4 separate regions of the Mus musculus genome follow, and all the other regions are linked to region 1. The links are chromatin contacts, called in public Hi-C maps. All regions are on one chromosome and are shown on one strand. Each heading gives the region's core, a stretch centred on a gene start, on an enhancer-like site or on the middle of the called end of the contact. The rest is flanking DNA. Distances are from core to core; before and after follow the strand shown.

Region 1 (6,721 bases), core at 2,043-4,542:
AGCCATCTTTGGTAGCAAATCCTGGTTGACTTGCCATCTAACCCAAGAGACACTAGTAGCTACATCTTGTCCCCTTGCTCTCCCTGTCCAAAGGCCCCTATCTCTCTCCTGTTTCCTCTCTTCCATGGAAGTCCCACATACTCACCCAGTGATTGCTTCCTTTATCCATTCAGGGAAGGTTCACAAGAAGTCATCCCTCCTTCCAAACTACTCCTCCTTGGAAACTGAAATTAACACCAAAATACAGGCAGCACCAGGGCCATCCACAACACACATATGTAAATGAAATGAATGGTAGAAAGTTTGAAGTCATTGTAGAAAGGAATAAAGTACTAAGAATTGAATAAGGAAAAGAAAATTGTTTCTGTTGTCTTGTTGTTAGCTTAGGATGACCTGGAACAGATCTAAGACTTACCTCAAGTTCACTGAACACTTCCAACTTCAGTCTCTCTAGAGCTAGGACTACAAGTGTGTCGCACCACACCCCTATACAGGAAAACCTTTAAGAGCAGCGACTCTGAAATTGTGAAGGATCTTGACAGGAAATGGAATCCTTCCTCTCCAAGATGGACCTTATCCTGCTCCTTAAGAGTAGCCACTGTTCATTTACTGAGGTTATTGGCCATGAAGGTAGAGACTAGTGCCAACTATGGAAGACAAGAAACATGTACAAGAGCTTAAGGAAGAAATATCAGCTCTATAATTTGTCCACTCTTTTTGGCCACTCATGTGTATCATATGGCCACACTCAAAAACCCATTAGCTTCAGGGCCAGCAGATAGAGTTTGTCAGAGACTGGTGCAAGGTTTAAGAACCATTTTAAAAAGCATTTGGGACTGGTAGGATGGTTCATCAGGCAACAATGCATACTACCAAGCCCTACAACCTTAGTTTAATCCTAGAACCTACATGGTAAAAGGGAGAGCCAACACCAAAGGCAAATGATGTGTGCCCTCCCATATGTAAATGTAGTATGTATTTAAAAGAAGCATTTGCTTGACAAGACGCATAAAGCAATGAGGTGGCTTTTTGTACAGAATTAAATTAAAATTTATATTGTAAAATAGTGTAAGTAACTAATGGGTTCAAGTTTATCTACTTATGGATTATGTAAAAGTATTTTACTGTCCTATCAAAATATGAGTATAATTTCTGCACACTCAGAAAAAGGCATTTGGAAAAGCAGTATCCTCACTGAAGGAAATAATCTACCTTTAAGCCAATGAGATCTGAGCTAAATTTGGTCCCTAACTGGATTAGTAAACAGAAGGCGTTCCTAACATGACAGCTAACATTGCCAGGGCTATCACAGGCCATCAAGCTCTGCAGCTGCAGATAAACCTGGAGGTGCCAGAGCACAGAGGAGACCACACCTTTCCCTTTCCTTTCTCAAGCTTTCCAAAGTGAGATAAAAGAGATTCTGGTTGTTTATGCAGAGAGCAGGCAACAGATAGAATCTGATACGCCTTTTCTTAGTTTAGACAGATTACTTCCTTTCTGAGATAGGAGTCTAACCCATAATGTCAGCCGTTTGCAGTGAGGCACCATTGGCTGTCTCTAGGAATGAAGGCACTTCTGTGCAGTTAATGATGCCTGACAACAAATAGAAACCTAGAAAATAGGTTAAGCAATTAGAAATGTAGTCTTCAAAAACTACCAAACAAGACACCAACAATGGAAATAATATGGAACACCGAGTGAACATGTCAAATACCAACAAGTTTGTCTCCTCCAGTTTCTTAAATACATGTAATTATTTTATAGAAAGAAAATGAAACAATAGCTGTTTTATGTAACTTCTTGTCATAACATATCTAAGTATCAATATGTAAAAAAGAGAGACATTAAGGCAATAAAATGGAAAGACTATAGCAATGTAAAGAAGCCCTTTACTTCTGCTGCTCAGACAATTCACACAAGGTCACAGTTTTCAAGTGGCCACTACCTATATCATTTTTTTATTGGATCTCTCATTGGTAGGGTCATATTTTTTGTTTGTTTAGAAAGACATTTCTGGTCATATTAGCACCTGTGAGGACCAACAACTCAAACAAACAAATAGACCAAAAACTTATGATAAATGCTTAAGTTCCTGCTTCCTAGTAAGAGTCTATTTTAGAATTCAGTATTATGAGTTTTAGATCTAGAATTCAATAAAAAGTTGTTTTGATATTTTACAATTTACATTTACAAATGTTAAAACATAAAAAGTAAACTAGTAATCATAAAATCAGAAAATAAGGAAGCACTCACTCATGCATTGTTTGTTTTCATATCAAAACAATATTTTATCTAATTCTAAGCAGTGAAATAAATAGTAATATAAATTGTTTTCCCCTTTTACTTTTTAGAGTATAAGGTATTATTCAAATATTATGTGTTAATATCAAACAATTACCAGGAACTTGACTTGGATATTGGTCTTTGTTTCTTAACTAAATAGTGAATTTAGGGAAAATGAATGTAGGAAGAGGATTGCAGAGCATATTTTGAAGAGGGGTCTTCAGCAAATCATCACACAGAAGAACAGACATAATTTAGGAGATTTAACAAAAGGAACCCAAAGTACAGTTAAAAGCACCCGCTCGAGTTGGACACTGTGCCCCTTCTTAGAATTGGGAACAAAACACCCATGGAAGGAGTTACAGAGACAAAGTTTGGAGTTGTGACAAAAGGACTGCCATATCCAGGGATCCACCCCATAATCAGCTTCCAAACGCTGACACCATTGCATACACTAGCAAGATTTTGCTGAAAGGACCCAGATATAGCTGTCTCTTGTGAGACTATGCCGGGGCCTAGCAAACACATAAGTTGATGCTCACAGTCAGCTATTGGATGGATCACAGGGCTCCCAATGAAGGAGCTAGAGAAAGTACCCAAGGAGCTAAAGGGATCTGCAACCCTATAGGTGGAGCAACATTATGAACTAACCAGTACCCAGGAGCTCTTGACTCTAGCTGTATATGTATCAAAAGATGGCCTAGTCGGCCATCACTGGAAAGAGAGGCCCATTGGACAAGCAAACTTTATATGCCCCAGTACAGGGGAATGCCAGGGCCAAAAAAATGGGAATGGGTGGGTAGGGAAGTGGGGGAGAGGGTATGGGGGACTTTTGGGATAGCATTGGAAATGTAATTGAGGAAAATACGTAATAAAAAAAAATATTAAAAATTTTTAAAAAAAGCACCCACTTTTTTTGTTGAACTTCACTAAAAATAGTTTCAGGGCTGTATGAAATGGAAATCAAAACAGGAAGTGAGTCATGGATTGTGCAAACCAGGAATTCGGGACGCAGATTGAGTAGGTCATTCAGGGTCAGAAGCAGGGACAATCATATCAGGAGAGCCAATGGAAATGATTTAGGCGTTGAAAGTTTAACAAAACAAAAGGCCAAGGCTCAGAAAGGTAAAACGAAGCCATTGAAGTATTTAACAGGAAGTGTTTCCTAAGAAAACTTGCAGAGAAACTCCTTATCTGGTTCCATGGAGAATGCTGGCTAGAAGGGAGAGGATGGGAAAACAGGAAGAGGCAGTCCAGATGACTTGGAAGCAATGCATGCTGGTCTCATTCCACTGGATTTCTGCTCTCTTTCTTTCCTCAAGCTTTCTCCTCAGTCTGCCTCTTCACTGTGGAGGACACCAAGGCTCAGGGCATTCTCCTTTGTCTTTTTCCATGCTGTTTCAATAGTTATATCAATTTGAAATTATTTATTATTTTTTGCAATAGTTCTCAAGTGCATACTTCTAACTCAGACCTTCTACCCGAAGAGGCTCAAAGATAAAGCTCTATTTTAATTCCTCAATCTCTCTCTCTCTCTCTCTCTCTCTCTCTCTCTCTCTCTCTCTCTCTCTCTCTCTCTCTCCCTCTCTCTCTCTCTCTCCCTCTCTCTCTCTCTCAGGGGGTTCTGTCTGTCTGTCTGTCTGACTATATGTCTTCCAAATACCTGAAATTTTTTTGGAAATCCTACTGGCTCTGTTTTAAGATGTATTCAAAGTCCAAGCATCCCAGATCGCCACTGTTGATATCTCAGTGTGAGATCCACAGGAGCAATTCTCTGTTGCTGGTCTATCTGCTTTAGCCCCAATGACCAAGTCTAGGCGAGGAACCAAATGTAGTGTTTAAATATTTGTTATAACGTTATTCCACAAAACTCTCATATATTTATAGCTGTTGTGCATGTATGCCTGTGGAAGAGAGACAGGGGTACATGTAAGCTCATGTAGTGCACACACGGCACTACAGACATGTGGAGGACAGTTGACAACTTTTTAAGAGTTGCTCCTCCTTTTTCCCTTGCTTGAAGTAGGATCTCTCATTGTTTCTGCCATTGGACCATGAACTCCAGGCTAGCTGGCCTCAGAGCTCCTTGATGATTCTCTTATCCTTGGCCCCCGCAATGTTGATGTAGTGCTGGGGTGTGTGTTGTCACATCAGATTTTGCTGTGTCCTGGGATCTGAACTTTGACCGTCAGGCTTCTACTGTGATTACTTTTACCCTGGTCTCTGTTATCATCTTCCTTTGCATTGTGCTGATCACAGGCTAAGATCAAATTCCACAAAGGTCAACCTCCTGAAGAATGTCAGTTTCCATATTGCTCAGCATCCACTATCTTTCTCTGTATAGGAAATTACAATAAAGCTTAGTAACGGAGACATAAATACTTGTTTTCCTCATAGATTCTATGGCTTAGGTACATAGTTTCTCCTGGCGATACTGGTGGACATAAGATATAGCTCCAGTTCCCTTTGAACAGGCAGCTGAGAGGGTTCTTTTCCAGGATCATACCTATCTTTCTTTGGAGGACTCAAGTCCTTACTAACTTTGATAAAAAGTATTCTATTCTTCATTTCATGGTCCTCTTAGTAAAGTTCCATAAGGGTCCTCATGTTTGCCACTGACATGGCTTTCCCTGTTGATTCAAAAGCACATGAGGGGAGATGAAGCATTTAAGGAGTTTAGAGACTGACAAGTCAATCTTTCTACAAATGCAGCTTGAAAATGTCATAACTATAACTTTTGTTGTCTCTATAGACTATATACAAGTCACTAAGCATAGCTCATAGTGAACAGTGCAGGGGATAAAAACCTATTTCTGGAAAGGCAGAGGCCCAAATATGCTATGTGTAGTACCACTTAGCACTGTCCACTGTAACTATTCTACCTTTGGAAATAAAACGAAAACCTATAAAGTATCAGAATAAGAATTAAATAGATCACTGGGGATAGCAACAAAAAGGGCCAGTCTCATTGCTAGCTTTTGACTGTGTACTCATGCTTGCTGTCTGTGCCTGGTGTTGAGCACTGATAGATAAAGAATGCTTGGTCAGGAGCTGTGGAGTTGCTGTATGAGAGCATCCCACCATGAACTGAATATTACCCATGTACTAGGCTCTAAGGATGGTTGTGAGAAGCAGAATTGCTTCAGGAAATGAAAGTAGTGTATACAGTGTCTAATATATCCACAGGCTGAAATATTTTGTATACAGTATACTCATATTGCTAGAAGTCACTTTATTCTAGCCCTTTCTATTAGGGATATTATAAACTATATTGAAATATTGATGCTTACATTTTTGGTATTAATATTTTGTTATCTCTAATTTTAGACTCTCATAATATGTGTTAGAAATCTTTTTTAATTTACACGAGAAAAACCCAAGTGATACACTAAAAAAAAATGTTAATTATTAAAAGGTTAAACACACAGTGTGTTTCAGATCATGAGAGGCCTGAGAAAACAGATTCTTGTTCTGAGGAAGTCCAAGGCTCAATCACACTTGCTTTGTGTGTGTGTGTGTGTGTGTGTGTGTGTGTGTGTGTGTACAATACCCATTACTTCATCCCTTTTAAAAATGTCTAATCCAAACACATAAAACCAGAGACACTGAAAGTTATAGAGGAGAAAGTGGGGAAGAGCCTAGAAGATATGAGCACAGGGGGAAAATTCCTGAACAGAACACCAATGGCTTGTGCTATAAGATTAAGAATTAACAAATGGGATCTCATAAAATTGCAAAGCTTCTGTAAGGCAAAGGGCACTGTCAATAAGACAAAACAGCAACCAACAGATTTGGAAAAGATCTTTACCAATCCTAAATCTGATAGAGAGCTAATATCCAATATATACAAAGAACTCAAGAAGTTAGGCTCTAGAAAACCAAATAATCCTATTAAAAAGTAGGGTGCAGAGCTAAAAAAAAAAAAGAATTCTCAACTGAGGAATACCAAATGTCTGAGAAGCACCTAAAAATCTTTTCAACATCCTTAATCATCAGGGAAATGCAAATCAAAACAACCCTGAGATACCACCTCACACCAGTCAGAATGGTTAAGATCAAAAACTCAGTTGACAGCAGTTGCTGATGAGGATGTGGAGAAAGAGGAACACTCCTCCATTGCTGTTGGGATTGCAAGCTGGTACAACCACTCTGGAAATCAGTTTGGCAGTTCCTCAGAAAATTGTACATAGTACTGCTGGAAGGTTCAGCAATACCTCTCCTGGGTATATACCCAGAAGACGTTCCAACTGGTAATAAGGGCACATGTTCCACTATGTTCATAGCAGCCTTATTTATAAAGCCAGAAGCTGGAAAGAACCCAGATGTCCCTCAACAGAGGAATGGATACAGAAAATGTGGTACATTTACACAATGGAGTACTACATAGCTATTAAAAGCAATGAATTAATGAAATTCCTAGACAAATGGATGGAGTGGG
Region 2 (6,721 bases), core at 1,843-4,342, 690 kb before region 1:
GGTGACATTTAAATTAAAGAAGAAAAACCCTTTAAATAAAGTGGTTACATTCAAACTTTAGCTTCCTTCGTACCATGCTGCAGATTTCAGCACTGCTAAAGTATTGCAAGAATGCCCAACCCTCTATTGTCTAACCATATATCAAGCTGCACTGCAGTATGAAGAAAAGGATGCCAGGCTCTCAGCCATGGCTGAAGACAGGCTAGCTTTCTGACCCTTTCTGCTCAGAACATGAAAGATTAAAGACTAAAATTGAGAAAGACTAGGAGATTTTTAGAACTGGCAAATTAAGTCTAAAAGATGAATGAAGGCAAATTGATCGTGGCGGCTGAGCAACCTGGCAAAGTCTTATGCCTTGCAGAGGAATGAAGTATGGAAGGTTCGCTGCAATGTGTTCACGGTACGCAGACTATGGAGAGCTCTTACTTACAAATCTTGTAAAAAGTACTTCCAGAGGAAAAGGGGAAAAGGTCACTAACTTCCAGAAGACAAAGGTTTAATTGCCAGACACTTACAAATCCCCTCACCCAATATACAAAGTTTCCAGGGTGCACAGGAGACACACAGAGCCAGGGAGACTGGACACCAGAATAGAAAACACATACTGATTGGATGCCCTTCTCCTGCCTGGCCCACAAGAATCCTGTGACTTCTCCTTAGTGATGATTAAAATCTGCTTTCTAAGTCATGAGCTCAGCTACTAAAATTCATTGTAGGCATCCCATGGGGCCTCCCACCCAGTCTCCTCAAGTGGCTATCCCACAGCCCCTCCCTCCTCTGCCCCAGGATGGGAAAGTCATCACAGCCATTGTCAACCCTTGTCATGGGCCAATCATTCAAAACAGACTTGGGGTTGGGAAGGTGAGGGAGGGAGAGAGGTAGCAAGAAGCCTTAGCAGGAAAAGACGTCTGCTGTCAGGATCCACGACCTGATTGTAATCTCAGATACCACTTTGAAAGAAACCACTCCTGAAAGCTGTCCTCTGACCTACACACACACACACGTACAATTTTAAATTTTACATAATTAATTTTTAAATTTTAAAAAAAGATTTAGTTATTGTTATATGTAAGTGCACTATAGCTGTCTTCAGACACACCAGAAGAGGGAATCAGATCTCATTACAGATGGTTGTGAGCCACCATGTGGTTGCTGGGATTTGAACTCAGGACCTTTGGAAGATGAATCAGTGCTCTTAACCACTGAACTATCTCACCAGCCCCTTATATAATTAATTAATTAATTAATTAATTAATATAAAAATTGTTTAATAAAGCAGAACATGGGGTCTCTTGTTTTGTGGTGCTATGCTGGAGTTGGAGTGCATATGCAGACCGACAAGTGCTCTGCTGCTAACTTGCAACTCTTTGAGACAGGACTTCAAAACTATCACAAACTTCAGGACCTTCAGACAGATGTATTTTTTTGTTGGATGACCAATAGGAAGCCAATCCTTTGATGTGGACAGAAAACACTCGGAGAACTGACTTGGCCACAAGATGTCAGTAAATTTCCACATTCTGCTTTGCAATGCTGCGAAGGGGGCTTTCCTTCCAGATGATGCTAAGAGGCATCCTAGACATCTGGTGCTGAGCAAGGAAAGGATAAAGGGCTCTAATTCTTCTTAATACTAAGTGAAAAACTGTGAGCAACCAAGAAGGGATGCAGATGCAAAGAAGAAGCCATCTGCAATATATCTCATGCTATCTGGACCTTTATAAATTTGTTTCTAGTAAAATGGAATCTAGTCTACATGTTTAAATAATTAAAATTTGATGATTTAAAGTTAATACTCAAGAGTGGAAAAACTAGAATTTTTATCAAAATCCTCAGGAAATCAGTAACTTGTGTCAGCAGGACAAATCCATTAATTGGAACAAATTTACTTTAGAAAATAAAATATATCTTCTCATTCAAAATTGACTAAGAAAACCCTAATTTGTTTATATTATAACCCTTCACTTAATCTTTAAATTTTACCTATTCGGGGGAGGGGGGTTGTTTACAGTTTCAGAGGCAAAAGTCAGCATTTGGATGGCTCTAGTGCACAGGCCAGTGATGAGGCAGAACATCTATGGTGGGAAGTAAATAACAGATCAAAGCTATCACATCATGACCAGAAAACATAGAGAGAGCTCACTTTTATAGGCCTTTTTCCTAGAACTCACTAAGCCATGAGTCCAAACATAAATTAGTCCATTCATGAGATCAGAATCTTCACAAGAGCCCAAACTTTGGCCATTTTTTTCATAGTAGACATTAGGAGATATTGACAATCTAAGCCATAATCTTCCACCCCAATTTAAAAAGGCTCGCATACCTCTCACAATACAAGATACCTTCAGTCTATCTGCAATTGTTTTCCTTGACTTGGTACCAGCATTGCTCAAAAGTCTGAAGTCTTCTGAAACATTGGCAAATTTTCTCTCCTCTATTTTTTTAAGTTACCACACAAAGGCATGCATTTATTTCCTTATAGAATCTTCATACATGTATGTCATTGAACTGTGTTCTGATCCCTCTCCTCCAGTGCCCCTACTCTCATGTCGAGGAAGTGGTCCCCTGCCTCCCACTAAGAGGTTCTGCTCTTCTGTCATTAGCATCACATTACTCTCTTTTGTCCCCCTTCATCTCTTGCTTAGCTTTGAGATCTCTTCCTCTCATCCCATGGTCCCCTTTCAGACACACATGCAGTGAGGAAGGCAGAGAGAGAGATAGAGAATGAAATTGTACATATGAGAAAAAAATGGCATATTTGTCTTTCTGAAGCTGGCTCATTTTACTTAATGTAATGATCTCCAGTTGCACCTGTTTTTCTGCCAATCTCCTGCATGATCTAAAATGTTTTCATGGCTTCATAAAACTTCATTGTGCATACGTATACGTATTTTCTTTATCCATTCATCTGCTGGTAATATATAATCCTGTTCCATTTCTTTGGTAATGAGAATAGTCAGAAATAGGCATGGACCAGCAATATTTCTGTGGTACGTTGACTTAGAGTCTTTTGGGTATTTATATGTAGGAGCTGAATAGCTTAGTCATGTAGTCGTTATTTTTAGTATTTTGAGGAACCTACACCGACTTCCCTAGTGGCTACACCAGTTTTCATTCCTATTTACCCACGTGGATGCTGTCACCATTAGAGGTAGCTCAGTTACTCATGGTGGCATATGAGATTTATTGGGTATTACTGCGATCAGATGGTTGATTATATATTCCCCCAATACCCATGAAAAACAAAAGTCACGATATCAGAGTGTAGACTAAATTCTTAGGAAAGAAAGAGAGGAATGATGGGAATGATGTCAATAATCAAGAAAGAGGTGAGGGGGGCCATGGTGGCACACAACTTTAAACCCACCATGCAGGAGGCAGGAGCAGGAGCATCTCTGTGAGTTTGAGGCTAGCCTGGTCTACAAAGTGAGTTGCAAGTTCTAGGACAGCCAGGGATACACAGTGAAACCCTGTCTTTTCGGGGGTAGGGGGGAGGCTCAAAGAACAAAACATAAACTTTTTAAAAAATGTAAAACTGCAATTCTTAGTCTTTGTTGGGAAGAAAACCCCGAAGCCCCAAATACGAAACAAGTCAGGACAGTACAATTGGCCTTGGTGACAGCAGACTGGAGGGTCTAGTAACAGGAAATAGAACACACACACACACACACATCTGTTCTGGCAACCTTAAATTTGGTGGTGGAAGTCGGTCTGTGCGCCCCTCATCCTGGATGGAGGATCAGAACTCGAGACATCCACTTCATCAGTCCTCACATCAGAGACTGCTGTGGGAAGGCCCAGTGTCTGACAGTGAGCGATGCTGGAGAACAATCCTGAGACACCCCACAGACTGTCAAGGTGGAAAAGAGCTAAAGCAAACTAAGACAAGAGGACACGGGGGCTGGGTGTAAAGCTTCTTCAACCCTTTTTTCTCGCTCAGTCATTGAGGTCAGAGGTACAGGTCTGCTCATGTCACGGGCAACCGTGTTGAGGAGTGGCAGTTCTAGAGTAGGTATGTCTCTGTGGGCATAGACTTAAGACCCTCAGTCTAGCTGCCTGGATGCCAGTCTTCTCCTAACAGCCTTCAGATGAAGATGTACAACTCTCAGTTCTTCCTGTACCATGCCTTGATGATAATGGACTGAACCTCTGAACCTGTAAGCCAACCCCAGTTAAATGTCCTCAAAAGAGTTGCCTTGGTCATGGTATCTGTTCACAGCAGTAAAACCCTGACGAAGACAGCCTCCTTTCTGTATGGAGCAGCTTATTGGACGGCCAGGGTCTGAAAGCAGGAAGAGTTCTGGCTCACTCAGTCAGCATGCCCTGCTGCAGAAAGGGATGTAATCAAGTGACACCCTTTAACTAGTTGTGCCACACCTGAGTGCATGCGGCCAGAGGCCTCTTGAGCAAGTGGAAACACGCCTAGTTCATGGGCCTTTGAAGGCTTGAAGAGTTGGCAGTTATTCCTGGAATGCAAAGAAGGCTTCTAGAGTGAATGCCGTCCTGCCGCTGACAATATACGTTCCAAAACAAACTACTATTGTGTGTTCAGTGGTGTGTGTGTGTCCATGTGTCTGTCTCTCTGTCACTCTGTGTGTGTGTGTGTGTGTGTGTGTGTGTGTGTGTGTGTGTGTGTGAGAGAGAGAGAGAGAGAGAGAGAGAGAGAGAGAGGATGTGGTTTTAAAAGAGAGAGAGAGAGAGAATGTGGTTTTAAATAAACCCCAACAGTTTCTGCAGTACACAAAACACCAAGATGATGGTGAAGAGACCAGAAGAAGATATCAGGTTCCCTGGAGCTACAGTGGTAGGCAATTTTGAAAGCTAGGAACCAAACTCTAGTCCTTCACACGAGCCTCAAATGCTCTTAACTACTGAGCCACCTCTCTGGCTCCTCCTTTCTCATTTTCACTCAATCCAAGATTCCAGCCATGATAGGTAGTCAAATTATTAGCTAACTAGCCAGACAATACATTTAATAAAAAGAAGTCAATGGACAGCAGAAGCTGCTGCAACATGGCTGATCTGTCAGTCGCTCCAACGGCCCTGAAATAACAAACTGCTGGCCTCTCGGAAGTCTTCTGGAGTCAGGTTTCTCAGGTAACTCTATAAAGTTTGGCTTTCTTAGTAATCAATCTATGTAAATATTTTTTACTACAGGCCGTCTCTTTCAATAATATGGTCACCTATGTACAGGAAAAGAAACAAATCTATCCATAGATAGCCTTAGATGGTCTCTCAGTCTGCCTGTCAGTTAGCTCCAGAGAGTACTCTTTCTTAACAGCCACAGTATTTGGATGTGGTTTTAAATAAACCCCAACAGTTTCTGCAGTAGGCAAACCACCGAGATGACGGTGAAGAGATAAGCAGCTCTGTAGAACTGAACTGTTTGTACAAGAGCCACATAACCTCATAGTCTTAAAATAACCGGCTCTTCAAGACAGCACTTTGTTCATTCATGTGCCACTTACACAAGGTATCTAAGAGTGGAGAAAATCCTTCACTAAATATTTTCCCCAAATATTCTGTAATATATTTGTAATACTCAAAATATTTCCCCAAAGAAATGTGTTCAGTCTCTACCCTGATCCTTCCCTCTATAAACAGGTAGTGGGGGGCGGGAGTATGACTTCCTGCCTAGTTTTTCCTCCAGCATTGTAACTCAAGAAAACCAAATTTACTTCTATTCACTTCAACAATGAGCCACTATGCTGACCTTCTATATCCGCAGTTACCCACCCTTTTAAGAAAGGGAAGTGCTGGTTGGTTTTATTTACCTATCATCTTCAGGATTGCTGAAGCCTGCATTGTATCATTAGAGAAAGGTCATGGTCCTACGGGACCATGGGCCATTTTAGTCTACACTAAAACATATTTCCTTTTACATAGTCTTGTTTTCTATACTTCTGTGTTCTCAAAGAAAAGTGGAACAGGAAATTTAAGTCTTTTTATTCTCATGTGTAACATACTCATGTCAAATAATGACTCATCTCAGGAATGTTGTTGGAAATTTTGAAGGACCTCAAGAACACAAGTCAGGACTGCTCTTCCACACTGGCTCTCAGTAATGCTATGTCCTAAAGGCTTCTTTGTATGTGTACTAGTGTATGTGTGTATTTGTGTCATGTGCCTGTCCTGTGGTCATGGAAGCCAAAAGAGGACATCAGGTCTCCTGAAACATGAGTGCTAAGAATCCATATCCTGTTGTAGCAGCAAGAGCTCTGAACTCCCGAGCTACCTCTTTTGCCTTCACTGTTTTCTTGATGATAAAACAGCTCCAATAGTTTCTGCTTTCCCTAATAAACTTCTAGCAAGTAACTTATGGCTTACTAAAATTCTGTAAGATGCTTCTAAATTTTGTTTCATCTACCTGGCATGGTGCCCGAGAAAATAATTACCTGTTGAAATTAATTTACCAGTGAAGTCAATGTGCTTTAAAAATAAAGCAGCTGGAGGATGTGGAAGAATGATGAGACATGTCATCATCGGGACATGACATGGCCGGTGTGCTCATGAACTCACTGCACCTACGGCTGCCTATGTAAGAGCAAGCCAACAGATCAGTGGGCACTGCAACAGACATCCTTAACTGGACTGAGAGTTACAAACGGTGGGGAGGGAGACATGGTAGGACAGTGAGCATATACTGGAGGAACCTGGGAGAAGTAGGCAAGGAGAGTGGGTGGATATGGTCAAGCTTCCACACAATTTCAATGTATGAAATTGC
Region 3 (6,721 bases), core at 2,060-4,559, 540 kb before region 1:
TGGATTTCCCATTTGAGGGTTAGCTGTCTAACTGTTTTTTTTTTTTCCCCCCTGAGACAGGGTTTCTCTGTTTAGCCCTGGCTGTCCTGGAACTCACTTTGTAGACCAGGCTGGTCTCGAACTCAGAAATCTGCCTGCCTCTGCCTCCCAAGTGCTGGGATTAAAGGCATGTGCCACCACCGCCCAGCTTTCATTTTGTTTCATGTTGATGAGTATGTATAGACCGCCCACTGGAAGCGGGCACTACTACAATGCCAGACCAGTGTGAACCAAAATCAGTACAACACTGTTTGGTTTATAGTGGGAAGCGCACACAAAGAACAACACGGTGTGTTAAAGAAAAGGAGGCGTTACGGCCCTGAGACTGAGCAGAGAGTAAGTTCATAAGCAGAAGAGTAGGTGAGGTCCAGCTCTGGCAAGATGTCACTGGAAAGTTCTGAGTCTTTCCCTGTGTTTTATTTTTTGTTTGTTTGTTTTTTGGTTTTGTTTTTTGTTTTCTTTTTCTTTTTTCTTGGGGCAAGTGATACTGTGGGAAATGTAACTGTAAGGGTTGGATAATCGCTGAAGGAAGGCCTCCAAACTCAGAGTGTTTATTCTGTAGAAACAACCAGCACGCGGGGGTCAACTACTCTTTGAAATGGTGACCCCAGACAAAGGCATGCAGTCTGTCTTGTCTTGTCTTTTCCCTTTTCCCGTTCCCTTTCCCTTTTCCTTTCCCCTTTCCCCTTTCCTTTCCCCCTTCCCTTTCCCTTTCCCTTTCCCTTTCCCTTTCCCTTTCCCTTTCCCTTTCTTTCTTTCTTTCTTTCTTTCTTTCTTTCTTAAGATTTCTTTATTTATGTTATGTATACACTGTTGTTCTCTTCATGTATACCAGGAGAGGGCATCGCATCCCATCACAGATGGTTGTGAGCCACCATGTGGTTGTTGGGGATTGAACTCAGGACCTCTGGAAGAGCAGTCAGTACTCTTAACTACTAAGCCATCACTCCAGACCCATGCAGGCCTTCTTATAGGGAGCCGAGGGAACTCTCTAGAAGGATTAAGTAATCTAAAATGTCATTGGTGGGTGCTAGGGATCACAGGTGGCCAGTGCTCTGCATTCCTATGTCATGAACTTTAACCATAGGATGAGATAGGGCTCCTCACTGCAGATGGTCCATTCTGAGATAAGGTGTTTCCCCGTTTTTGTGGTTTTCTCCAGGCTGTTCTTTGGGAGGGGGTTTTATGATCTTGTTTTGGATTTTATGGTGTGTCCCTGGGGCTGGTGTCTTATGGTCTAGTTTCTGGAACGTATGGTCTGTTCCTGGAGTTGGTGCCTTTTTTCAAAATCAGGCCTGGTCCTTCAATGGAGATAGAAAGGATCCGTAAGTGGAGACAAATAGGGTTTACGTTGTCCTTATGTACTTTTCTTGTATCTGGGTGACATTTTTATTTCTGTCTGAAGGCATAAGCTATTATTATTTTTGTTTTAGAGAAATTTTGTTCTAGGTTTTCTGATTGCCACACATTTAAGATCTACTTTCCCTAAAAATTTTCCTTCTAGGTTTGGGAAAAGGCTCTTTATTTTATTTTATTTTATTTTATTTTTTTCATTATTTGACCTGCTTCAGTATAGGGGTACTCTTTGAAAGGTAGCTCACTTCATATGGTGCCCAGAGATTCTCTTCTCATTCAGACATCAGGCTCAAGGCGTAGTTGTAACCAGGTTGTGACCTGGTGTAGTGACTTTTCCTTGTGTCTTGAATGGCTCTTCCAGGGCAACCACTGTGTGTGCCCTTTACCCGCCTCAATCTGGCTCCTGCTCAGACCTCTGTGCCCTTTCATGCTGTTGTAGGCCAGAAGACTCACTGGGGCTGCGTCAGATTTTGTTTCCTTTAACACATCACACAGCTGTATTTCAGCCTTCACATTCTTCCTTAAATAAAAAATTCTGTATAATACAAGATTTTTAGGTGCTCAGGGTCTCAGAAAAAAAAGAGGCTCAGAAACTCCATTTTCACGCTCTGCAATCCCTTCAGGAGTTTTCCATCCACACTTCAATCTTGACTGCCCAATTGTTGAAGAATGTGAAGGAGACAAATATTCCTTTGCATTTCTTCTGTGTTATTCCTGCATCGCGATTTTTTTTTTAAACTTGAAAAGACAATGTTTGCATCAATGTTTGCATTTATTCTGGGGAAATTCTCTTGGCAGAAGGCTGGCCAGCAAATGAAAATGGAATGAGGTGGTGATGAAGAGGAGAATTAGATTGCATAGGTATCAAATGGTTATTTGAAAATTACAGCCAGGGCTGGAAAGGATGGCTCAGCAGTTTAGAGCACTGACTGCTCTCCCAGAGGTTCTGAGTTCAATTCCCAGCAAGCACATGTTGGCTCACAACCATCTGTCATGGAATCCAATGCCCTCTTCTGGTGTGTCTGAAGATAGCAAAAATGTACTTACATAAACAAATAAATAAATCTTTAAAAAGATCACAACCTAATCAAATTTTAACTTCTATCCCCACTACATCATTAACTTCCTTCTATTTCTAAACTACTAAAAGGAGGGAGGTCTTCATTTCTTTTTTTTTTTTTTTTTTTTTTAAAGATTTTATTTATTTACTTATTATATGTAAGTACACTGTAGCTGTCTTCAGACACTCCAGAAGAGGGCGTCAGATCTCTTTACGGATGGTTGTGAGCCACCATGTGGTTGCTGGGATTTGAACTTCCGACCTTCGGAAGAGCAGTCGGGTGCTCTTACCCACTGAGCCATCTCACCAGCCCGAGGTCTTCATTTCTTAATCACCGAACAGCCAGTGTTTCTGAGTCACAGGACATCAATGTAGCAGAAAAAGAGAATTTGCAGTTTTGTGAATATTTTTGCTTCAAGTTCATAAATACACATCTGGATTTTAACAGTATCTCCTGCCACAGGATAAGGGCTCCTGTCAGCAATTTGCCACACATTCAAAGGTGTCTCCATAGTATTACAATAGAAACATTCTTATTTACGAGTAAACAGACTGTATTCTTGTTATTCTTTTTCTGTGTTTAGACATGTTTAGACGTCAGCTTATCACTGTGTCACAGTTGCCTATATATAGTTCTCACACTGTGCATGTTTTGTAGTTTAAAAGCAGTAGGTTGTACCACATGGCCTGTGTATACAGTAGGATATACCACTGTATGTTGTATGTTGTGTATGTTGGTGCATTCTGATAGCTTTGTGACGAAATTGTTCCTATCTTACCTAGAATATTTCCTCTCTGTTAAACAAACAGTGAATGTCTTCATAAGGAGGAATGTTTTCCTGAATTTCACTGTGAGATTTAGATTCGTCTATAGAGGGCGGCAAACAGCAGCTTAATTCCCCACTCAGTGCCTAAACCTTAAAGTATTAATGTTCCCATTATCTTAAATCAACAAGAAAGATTTCCTTAACTTAATGAAGGCTTTTTTTGTTTGTTTGTTTCTTCTTGGTATGATTGCTTTTTGTTACAGATAAAAATAAGTGTGAGACCAACAGGGAAAATAAAGTTGCTAAACTTATGTTTGTAGCTTCTTTCCCCTGAAATTTCTAGAGCTTTCTTCCAGAGAAATAGAGCTTGCTGTCTCTGCTGAGTACGAGACAATCTGGTTCCCCTCATGGACTGTCACATTAGTTCAACACTCACAATTATATTCTTCTCCCCCCTCCCCGAGGAAACAATTACTCAGCTTTCCAAGTTCCTACTTCTGTTCTCTTCCTCCAATTGTGATCTTTAAACAATAGCTGCGGTTTCCATGGTTACTTTATCATCCACAAATAGAGCAACTGAGTCACAATTACCTAAAATCAAGCTGCCTGTGAAAAAGAGTAATTTCTGTCATAGGATGGTTCACTTTGTTTCCCTGGTTTTGATTTTGAGAGTCAGGTTCTGGTTGTGAGACCCAGGGTGGCCTTGAACTCACTATGCAGCCCAGGTTAGCCTTGACCCACCTCAGGCTCCCAGGGCTTGGATTAAGGCATGTGCCACCACACTTGGAGGCAGGATGATATTTCTTTATCACCTCATAAGAATGTAAAAAAAAAGTCATGATTTAGAATACTCACATTTGTGCACTCTTAGATTATGTCCTTCCTTTCAGAAAGAAACCTCTACCTGTAAGCAATCCAGTTCACTCTTGCTCACACATACTACTCAATCCATATCAGCTTTCTCTCTATATGAATGCTTTTCTTTACACAGATTTCTTTTAAAAATTAAATTATGCAACATATAAGCATGGGTGATAGATTTTTTCCATATTTGACTGTCTTATAACATTCATTCATGTGAAGGCATTTATCATTTTCTTTTTATTAATTTAATTTTTAGGCAGTGCACAGTTTCATCTATGCACTCAATGTATTCTGATTGCTTTTCCTTCTGTTTCTTTGTATTTCTCTTACACCCTTATTAACCTCTGCTTGTCCCTACTTGTCCCTTTCCCAGTCATGGCTGCTGATTTTGTTGTGTGGCCCATTTAATTAAATCATCTGCTATCTGCTAACCTCTTGAGTAGAACTATCTGTTGGAGCCCAGTGGGGTCACCAATGGGTACATCACTAAAGCAATGACTCCTCGTTTTCCTGAATCTATTCATATAACACAGTTGAGCAATGATGGAGAAACCCCTAAGTCTGTGCGGAGGCTCTGCCTGGCTGTTGATGGCCCATTTTTGTGTAGATCCAGTGTAGCAAGATGGTATTTTTTTTTTAAAGCAAATTTTCTTTAAGCAAAGGTTGTGCATTAGATAATTAATCTTGATTGTCAGCTTGACTACATCTGGACTCAACTAAAACCCAAAAGCCTATTGGTCAATGGGCGCCAGGGGAATAAAGGGAGTAGAAGAAAACCCGAGGTCCTCCAGAGTTCTGCTGCTCTGGGCGGGCAGACATGGAAGACTGCCCCGCACTTTCCACTTGGCCCTGGGTATGTGTGTGGGTGTCTGGCTGTGTAAAGCCACTGAACCCCAGCTAGGTGGGTGGTGGACAAGGGGCAATCCTAGGTACCAGGTCCTCAGTCTCGGGCATCCCAGACACCACTGGACACCTCGGAAGAGCTGAGAACAAATGGGGAGCCCGAGGGGCGGCTAAATCAAAGGGAGAAGAGCGCAGGGGGAGAGGGGTGTGCTGGATAGTTCCCACGTGGGTGAGAGTCCTTGGTCAGGTCTGTTACTGGAACACAGGAAGGCCTTCCAGTGGGAGGTTAGACACGGCTCATTAGGGGAAAGCCTATCCCATCGTTCAAGCATGATGTGCCTTGATGAGCAGAGACAGTCTATGGTTTTAGAGCTTTATTGTAGAAAGGCAGGGAGAAAGAGAGAAGGTAGATAGAGAGACTCCAGCCGTGGTCATGTGGAGAGAAGGGGGAAGGGAAAGAGAGAAGGAGGGCTAGAGAAGAGAGTAAAAATGATGAGAGCTTAAAGAGAGCAAGGAGCGGCCAAGCAGCTCCTTTTATAGTGGGCTGGCTATCCTGCTGTTTCCAGGTAACTGTGGGGAGGAGCATACCTGGCTATAGTCAGGTGGTAGCTGTGGGGGTGGAGTCTAGCCAGAATGCCAGGAGTTTGGGGCATTGTCTGTGTGACTTATAGTCACAGAATTATGGAGTTGGGGGCTCTGTGGTTTCAGGCACCTGTCTCTGGGAATGTGGCTCGGTGTTCTGTCCCTTGTAGAGTTTTCTACTGAGTGGCTGGAGCAAGCCTCATTCAACCAAAATAGGCTGCCTATCATGGCCCCACAAAAGCCTGTGCGGGTTTTTTTCTGGATTGGGTCATTTGCAGTGGGAAGACCTACTCTAAGTCCTGGCCACACATTTGGGGGGCAGCCTATGTAAAAGGACTCAGAAGAAGGAAGCAGTTGTTTTTTGCCTGCTTGACCCTACTCTTACTGGCAAGTTCATTTACTATGCTGCGGAGGAATTCATTCTATACTCTTAGAGCCTACTTCTTTGGTATTTCCACATACACTGAAGACCAGGTGAGACATCCAGCCTCATGGACTGAATAGCTATTGGACTCTTGGACTTTCTATCAGGAGACAACCATTATTGGACTACATGAACCACAGCATATAAGCTGTTCCAGTAAGTCTACTTTTAATGTACTTAGCTTCATGCTATTTCAGGTTTCTTTAGAGAACCCTGACTAACACAGTGCAATAATACAACATTCCCCAATACTGAAACAAATGATTGATAATTATAAAAACGTACAAAGAGAGAAAGGAGGAAACATAGCTGCAAAACAAAGTTCACAAAGTAGTACCATCAATGAGAATAAATGACATCAAATAAGCAGCAAATGATATCTTCACACTGGATTATACTTCCCTGCCCCAACCTACACTTTTCCTTTTTCTTCCCCTCCCCTCCCCTTTCTTCCCGTCCCCTCCCCTTTCTTCCCCTCCCCTTACTTCCCGTCCCCTCCCCTTTCTTCCCCTCCCCTCCCCTTTCCTCCCCTCCCCTCCCCTTTCCTCCCCTCCCCTTTCCTCCCCTTCCTTCCCTTCTTCCCTCCTTCCCTTACCCTTCCTTCCTTCCCTCCTTCCTTTTTCCTCCCTCCCTCCCTTCCTTCCTTCCTCTCCTTCCTCTCCTTCCTCTCCTTCCTTCCTTCCTTCCTTCCTTCCTTCCTTCCTTCCTTCCTTCCTTCCTTCCTTCCTTCTTTTTTCTTTTTGTAGAAGGTACTCATTCTTGTCATCTGGTTTAGAATCTTGTAAA
Region 4 (6,721 bases), core at 1,668-4,167, 520 kb before region 1:
CTGCTACATGAAATAGCAGCAATTACTCACACTGCTTTCTAAAATCTTTTACTGGCAGTACAACTCTGAGCCCTTACATCTGTGCATTTATTTTTCTGTTCCTATTTATTCCTTTAAGAACCATTTGGTGGGTTCTTTTTTATGTGGTGATTAGCCGTAAAAATCGCAATTAAACACTTTAAAGGTATGTATGCATATATGTATGTATGCATACATACATACATACACATATGTATGCACATGTATATATGTACATATGTGTATATGTATATATGTGTATATATAATATCTATTTATGGACATTCACACATTTAGGACATTTATAAAATAGTAGATTTCTAGATGGCTATTTCAAACCTCTTCAATGTTACTTATCTCTCTCTCAACCACCTCTGTCTTAAGCTCCCATTCCTCTCTAATTAATCCTCCTCCCCATTATTTCCCCCTTTACCTTCCTAGCAGCTGTGTTTTACTATTTGCCCTCCTTTAAGATCTCTCTCCTCTCCCCCAAAACCAAGGATCCCTTTCTGCATTCCTGGATTTTACAGATATTACAAATCAAATTACATATCAAATGTACATAGATTTGATGCTAACATACACATGAGTGAGAACCTTCAGTGTTTTTTTTTTTCTGGGTCTGAGTCATTTCAATCAGTACATCTTCCAGTTCCATCCATTTACCTTCAAAATTCATGATTCCATTTTTCTTTGAGACACATAAAACTTCCATTGTACATTGGTGCCACACTATATGATTCATATATGTATATGCAATTATATGCACATGCACACATGGTCTAATTCCAATCTTCTCATGCTTCCTGCTCGCCCCAAGTCAATGTATGAGGTCCAATACCCTGCAATATACAAGACTGAAAGGCTGAAGAGAAGGTGGACCTGGCAGAGGTGTAGTTGGCTATGCAGCATAGCAGTGCACGTGAAAACCACTGCATCTTTCCAGGCTGGCCTCTGGGGAGGACCTAGTTTGAGGATCTGTGGGGAAAGTCTTCTGAGGGTGCTTCCTTGACTTTAGGTGGCAGATTGAGGATAGGGTTTTACTTCCCTGTTCTTTATGTTTTAGCCTAGAAATTGATGTTAACTCTAAGACCTTAATTAAACTGCTTAATCCAATGGTATTCTCAGTGATTCATCTCCTAACCAGTCCCTGATTCAAGTGACCGTGCTTGGAGTGCTTATTTGAAATTAATTCTTCACCCTTCTTTTCTCTTTGTGCCTTATTATTAGAGAAAAGATGGTGATGTTTGAGGAGGATTTATGTAATCAACTGTAGCAGTGGCTTTGTTCCATATGGAAAAGTTTTCTCTACCTGTCAAGAGGCAAATGAGTCATGGTTAGTCATTTAACAATGACTCTCTCCCTAATAAATATGCCAGCCCATAAGACTGTGCTTTGAGAACACCGCTATTCTCTGCTGGTCATTGACACCAATTTGTTGATTCATCAGACAGATTTAGCCAAAATTTAAAAACATTTCTTTAATTATTTATTTGTGTGTATGTATATGCTTGTATATGTATGTATATGTATGGGAGCACACGTGGTAGATCGTGTACGTGGGTGCTAGGTAGACAACTTGTGGGAGTAGGTTCTCTATGTCTACTTCATGGGTCACAGGTTGTGAACTCAGGTGGCCAGGCTTCATTGCAGGTGCTTTGAGCCACTGAGCCATATCACCATCCCTTAATTTTAAAAATATTTAAATTGAAGATACCAATTGTGATCTTAGGAGGTATTTAACATAGATGCACATTACGTTGCTCAAATGTTCTGATTCTTACTTTCAGGGGACAGCTGCTCAGTCGTCTTGTTGACAGGGAGGGGGGATTAAATTGCAGCTATGTTAGGGAAAACTTCAGTGTAACTCTTAGATATGGGAAGCATTTGCTGCAGGAAAGGAAGCAAATAGGAATATTTCTGTACAGTACAGTGTGTACTGTTTCTTTGACTCTTGCTGAGACTCAGACAAGGAGGATGCCAAGCATGTGGGAGGGTGGAGGAGGAGGAGAAGAAAGTTATGGCAGAAGTAGGGGTGTGAAGACAATAAGAGCCTATGTTTATGTCTGAGACTGGAATGTCAAGGCAGTTGTTTTAGTCTTTTTTGTGCTCTTTTAAGAGAATGCTGCAGACTAGGTTATTTTAAATGGCTCTATGTCTATATCATCTTTATCTATCTATCTATCTATCTATCTATCTATCTATCTATCTATCTATCAATTATCTATATACCAATCATTTCTCTATGTATCTATCATCTATCTCCATCCATCTGTGTATCTAGTGTAGATTTATCTCTCTCTATCATATCTATTTATGTCTATCATCTCTTTATGTATCTATCTACCTACCTACCTATTATCTATCTATCTATCTATCTATCTATCTATCTATCTATCTATCTATCAATCATCTCTCTATGTGTCTATCATCTATCTCCATCTATCTATCTGTGTATCTAGTGTTGATCTGTATCTATCTATCTATCTATCTATCTATCTATCTATCTATCTATCTATCATCTATCATCTCTCTATGTATCTATCATCTATCTATCTCCATCTATCTATCTGTGTATCTAGTGTTGATCTGTCTCTATCTATCTATCTATCTATCTATCTATCTATCTATCTATCTATCTATCTACCTATCATCTGGGGAGTCTAAAAGCAAGGGACTGTTACCCTTTCAAGAGCCTTTTACTGCATTGCCCCCACATGGCCAAAGATAGACAAAAAAGAGGAAGGGTGTAAAATTCACTTCTGTTATGAAATACACTTGCAACAGGGACACTAATTCATGAAAGTAGAAAAATGACAACTAACACACTGCTGTGGAGAAGCCCCACCTCCCAGCACTGTTACACTGGGACTTAAGTTTCTACAGTAGAAACTTTGTGACATTCATTCAAACCATAGCAGTATGAAGTACCACACTGGGAGAGGAACCCCGGATCCAACAGAATGTCCTTAACCATCCTGCTTCCTCATTTATTAATATGAACTCAGGAAAATGGCTTTCAAAGACCAAGTTTCATTATTATAATGCAGAGATAATAAAAGTCACACAGCAAGAAGTGTTGCTAAAGATTTATTATAAATGCTTAGCTATCACTCCCTTAGTATACTTCATGTGGTAAGGGGCTTACTCGTTACTGTTCAGATCTTTGCTCTGGAAATAAACACAGATACATCTTGACCTACTCTGTAGAGAGGGTGGACTTCTATTCTTTTTATGTGAGAATAAAGTTTCTTGTGTTTTACATAACTATCATGGCAAATTATTTTGTAAATATCACATGCTTAGCATTCAGTGGATGGAGTTTCCTTCACTTATGAAAGAGAATTTAAAAAAAAAAGATCTATTATGGTTATGATAAGGGAAGCAAGTGTGGTATGGCAAGACGGCATGAGCTCTCCCATACAGGAAGCTTTAAAGAAGTCCATCTTGGAGCTGGGTGCGGTGGCACATGCCTTTAATATCTACACTCTGGAGGCAGAGGCAGGCAGATCTCTGTGAGTTCAAGGTCAGCGTGGTCCTCAAAGAGAGTTTCAGAACAGCCAGGGCTGTTACATACAGAAATCCTACCTCACCTGTGCCCCCCTCCCCAAAGTCCATTTTGTAGAAGTTGAGTGTAGAATGGTGAACACCAGAGGTCAGTGAGAGTAGATGGTGAGAGGGTAAGGGAACATTGGCAACTAGTTACTATGTTACAGTTAGAAAAATCAAGAAGTTCTACCACATTATTTCAAAGCAGGTTAATAGGTAACAGTAATGTACTTAATGTATTTAATTTTTGGCATTTTGTACTAAATCTTTGCCGGTCCCATGTCTTCAACGTGTCTTGCAAAAGTGACTACTCATAGGTTTGTTCTAAAATATCATCATTATCTTGTGATCCTGGCATATGCCAATTGATTTTATTTTAAGGGATACCATATATTATCAAAATGCTTTTTGTGTCTATGCAAGGCCTAATATGAAATAACACATATCCTCCTAAATTTACTGTGGTCTTATCTGACCTGCTTCAGTCTTATACTTTCCATTGTTTTATTTATAATTTGGTATTTTTCTTTTGGGTAGAAGTTAACTTTATACACATACATACATATATATGTATATACACATATATGCACATGTATATATACACACACACACATAGGTAAAGGGGGCACAGGAAATGACTACCAAACAGATGTCAGAACATCTTTTTAAAGACCACATAATGGAGCATATTTGCATGGAAATGTATTACTAGCCAGACCTTCTGTAAGTTCAAGTTATTAATTGGATTGAAGTGAGCTTATAAAGGGCATGGCTGCTTATCAAAAATAAAATCCAATCAATCCAGTTTGAGACAAGGAGGACAAAACCAAGTGACTCCATTACAGAGAGTCATGGGCATCCAGAGGGGTCATCAAGGAGCTGAGGAGGAGACTGGAAAGGCTGGGCATCCTATGGTAGTTTTCATCTCAGTGGCCTCTGCCAAGTTCATTTCTCTTTGATCGTTTCTCTTTACTAATTATCTCTGTTTGCATGCCAATTAATTTGAAGTGCTAGCCACAAAGTTGCACAATTCTGAGTTTTTTGTTTGTGTTTGCTTTTTGTTTTTGTACTGGTGACTAAATTCTGGCTTCACAAGTGCTAGAGAAGTACTCTACCACAGATGCCCATCTCCAGCCCCGAGAGAAGAATTTGCATGGGCTTTGAGTAAGGTATTTTCAAACGTTCTCAGAAATGTGGAATCAGCACTATAGGGAGAGAATTATGTGTGAGGGAATTAGGTAGAGAGACAGAGAGTAGGTAATATGAATTTCAGAGAAGGAACAATTGCTTCCAATTATGTTTAATGAATATAAATATTTAGTATCAATATTATTGATTAATTCCCATTAATTATTTTTAAAATGTTTAAACATTTTCTTTTCTTTATGCTTGTGTGTATGGTTTGGGGAGGCATAATTTTTAGAAGGGATGCTTTAAAAAGTCATATACTATTGTTTTATAAGCTTCACACACACACACACACACACACACACACACACACACACGCACACACACACACACACACGTTGCATGCACAAGCTTTATTTAATTGGAGTTTCCTTACATGGGGGATAATGCTCTTCGCAGAAGTTGCCAAATAAAACCCCAGTGCCAGGTGTGTGATGCTTGGGTTGCTGGTTGTGACTATACTGAAGATCCTCCCAAAGCGATTGAGGTGATTGCAATTACTCTTGATTATCCACCAGAACTTGATAAGACCTAAATGCTGAGGATAGCACATACTTCAGATATAGGATGTGGGGGAATCAAATTGGTACTGACTGGGAATCTTCATTCCCACAGGCAACTTTTCATGCTCCAAAAGGTGCTGTGTGGTCTGCAGGGGGAATAAGTAAAGGAGCAGTGTAAGAGTGTCTGTCTACCAAAGGCTATCACCATTGGGCAGCCTCTATAGGTTAGTCCCAAATGGATAAAGCAAATGGAAATGTTAATCATCCGCTGTGAGAAACAAGGATCTGGAAAACAAGGATGCTTTAGTGAGCATGGGCAATGACTCACTCATGGGACTCATCTGGATATCAAGGCAGATGTGTTGCTAACCTTTGCCTAAGAGAGCAATTTTCTCTTTATTGATAATTTAATTAACTATCATTATTGGAGTATAAGATAAATGTTTTCAACCTCAGGCAAATGACAGAAGTTTAAATTACATAGAGTTATATGGAATATTAGGGATTTGCCAAGAGAGTACAAAAATAAAATATAAAGTAAGAAAGTAGTTTAGAGAGCTGGAACACTTACTGCTTCAGAGAGAAGGAGTGTGGGTCCTAGCACCAACATCAGGTGGCTCATGACTGCCTGTAATTCCAGCTCCAGCTGATATAATACTTTGTTCTAGACTCTGATGGCACCTGCACATATATGTATACATATATGTATAAAGATATATATCTATCTTTAGAAATGTATACTATATGTAATAAAGTTTACATAGCTATTATATGTTAGGACCACTAGGTTAAATTATAGATCCAAAGACATAATTTAAGAAGATGGCTGCCTGAATTTACTTAAGAGTTATTTGGTAACAAGTAGAGTTTGGTTGTCTTTAAAATGACCTTTCTAAGTCAGGCAAATTTTCATTTGTGTGTATGTTCTCATTTTATTGTTGTTGTAGTTGTGTGTAGTTGTGTGTGTGTATGTGTGGTATGAATGCACATGTGTATGAGGGTGTAGGTGTATAGAGTGTATAGACGTTAGAGGACAATTTTCATGGCTCCATTTTCTTTTTTGCTTGGTTGAGGTAGCATCTCTCTTGTTTCTGAGTCTGGGCTGTGTACTCCAAGCTAGCAGCAGGGCTGATGTCTGTCTCACCAGGTCATTTTAGGAGTGTGGGGATTACATTCCTCTGCATGCGGCTGCCTTTGTTTGAATGTGGGCTTCCTTCTGGGGTCAGATTATCAGGCTTGAATGGCAGACCCTTTACTCAGCGACCTATCTCACTGGCCTGGTGTGTGTGTGTGTGTGTGTGTGTATGCATGTGTGTGTATATGTATGTGTTTATTTAGATACTTTAGAAATTCTGTGTATTTAAAACTGACAGGGGGCTGGTGAGATGGCTCAGCGGTTAAGAGTGCCGACTGCTCTTCCAAAGGTCCTGAGTTCAAATCCCAGCAACCACCTGGTGGCTCAC

The links. Hi-C and Micro-C count contacts between places; a contact is called where the count stands out from the background.
Region 2: a contact with region 1 is called in a Hi-C map of bone marrow-derived macrophages, with 14 read pairs. The contact joins two enhancer-like sites. A contact is called at or near these places in 3 of 39 promoter capture datasets (the 3T3-L1 cell line, hippocampal neurons and pre-B cells), 7 of 484 Hi-C or Micro-C datasets (B cells, the G1E-ER4 cell line, the HPC-7 cell line and 3 more), 8 of 115 datasets of contacts at active chromatin or transcription factors (the 230-238 cell line, cardiomyocytes, embryonic basal ganglia and 3 more) and 3 of 9 other capture datasets (adipose tissue, embryonic stem cells and liver).
Region 3: a Hi-C map of bone marrow-derived macrophages shows a contact between it and region 1, with 14 read pairs. The contact joins two enhancer-like sites. A contact is called at or near these places in 1 of 15 datasets of contacts at CTCF or cohesin (the NIH/3T3 cell line), 1 of 484 Hi-C or Micro-C datasets (bone marrow-derived macrophages) and 4 of 115 datasets of contacts at active chromatin or transcription factors (bone marrow-derived dendritic cells, bone marrow-derived macrophages, embryonic stem cells and 1 more).
Region 4: a contact with region 1 is called in a Hi-C map of bone marrow-derived macrophages, with 14 read pairs. The contact joins two enhancer-like sites. A contact is called at or near these places in 7 of 39 promoter capture datasets (the C10 cell line, cranial neural crest, embryonic stem cells and 4 more) and 2 of 484 Hi-C or Micro-C datasets (bone marrow-derived macrophages and nephron progenitors).

Annotation. Positions count from the first base shown.
Region 1 is chr16:65,447,594-65,454,314 of GRCm38.p6, forward strand. No RefSeq gene overlaps it. Among named protein-coding and RNA genes, the nearest start is that of Pou1f1, 70 kb to the right of the region's middle. Within about 2 kb of position 3,293, at least 27 of the 459 cell types and tissues checked have an H3K27ac peak or open chromatin away from gene starts, as enhancers often do. A contact at or near this core is called in bone marrow-derived macrophages, where this site is marked.
Region 2 is chr16:64,753,414-64,760,134 of GRCm38.p6, forward strand. No RefSeq gene overlaps it. Among named protein-coding and RNA genes, the nearest start is that of 4930453N24Rik, 14 kb to the right of the region's middle. Within about 2 kb of position 3,093, at least 43 of the 459 cell types and tissues checked have an H3K27ac peak or open chromatin away from gene starts, as enhancers often do. A contact at or near this core is called in bone marrow-derived macrophages, where this site is marked.
Region 3 is chr16:64,903,977-64,910,697 of GRCm38.p6, forward strand. No RefSeq gene overlaps it. Among named protein-coding and RNA genes, the nearest start is that of Gm33971, 33 kb to the left of the region's middle. Within about 2 kb of position 3,310, at least 7 of the 459 cell types and tissues checked have an H3K27ac peak or open chromatin away from gene starts, as enhancers often do. A contact at or near this core is called in bone marrow-derived macrophages, where this site is marked.
Region 4 is chr16:64,932,209-64,938,929 of GRCm38.p6, forward strand. The region is part of intron 2 of Htr1f (5-hydroxytryptamine (serotonin) receptor 1F); the gene reads right to left. Among named protein-coding and RNA genes, the nearest start is that of Gm33971, 61 kb to the left of the region's middle. Within about 2 kb of position 2,918, at least 12 of the 459 cell types and tissues checked have an H3K27ac peak or open chromatin away from gene starts, as enhancers often do. A contact at or near this core is called in bone marrow-derived macrophages, where this site is marked.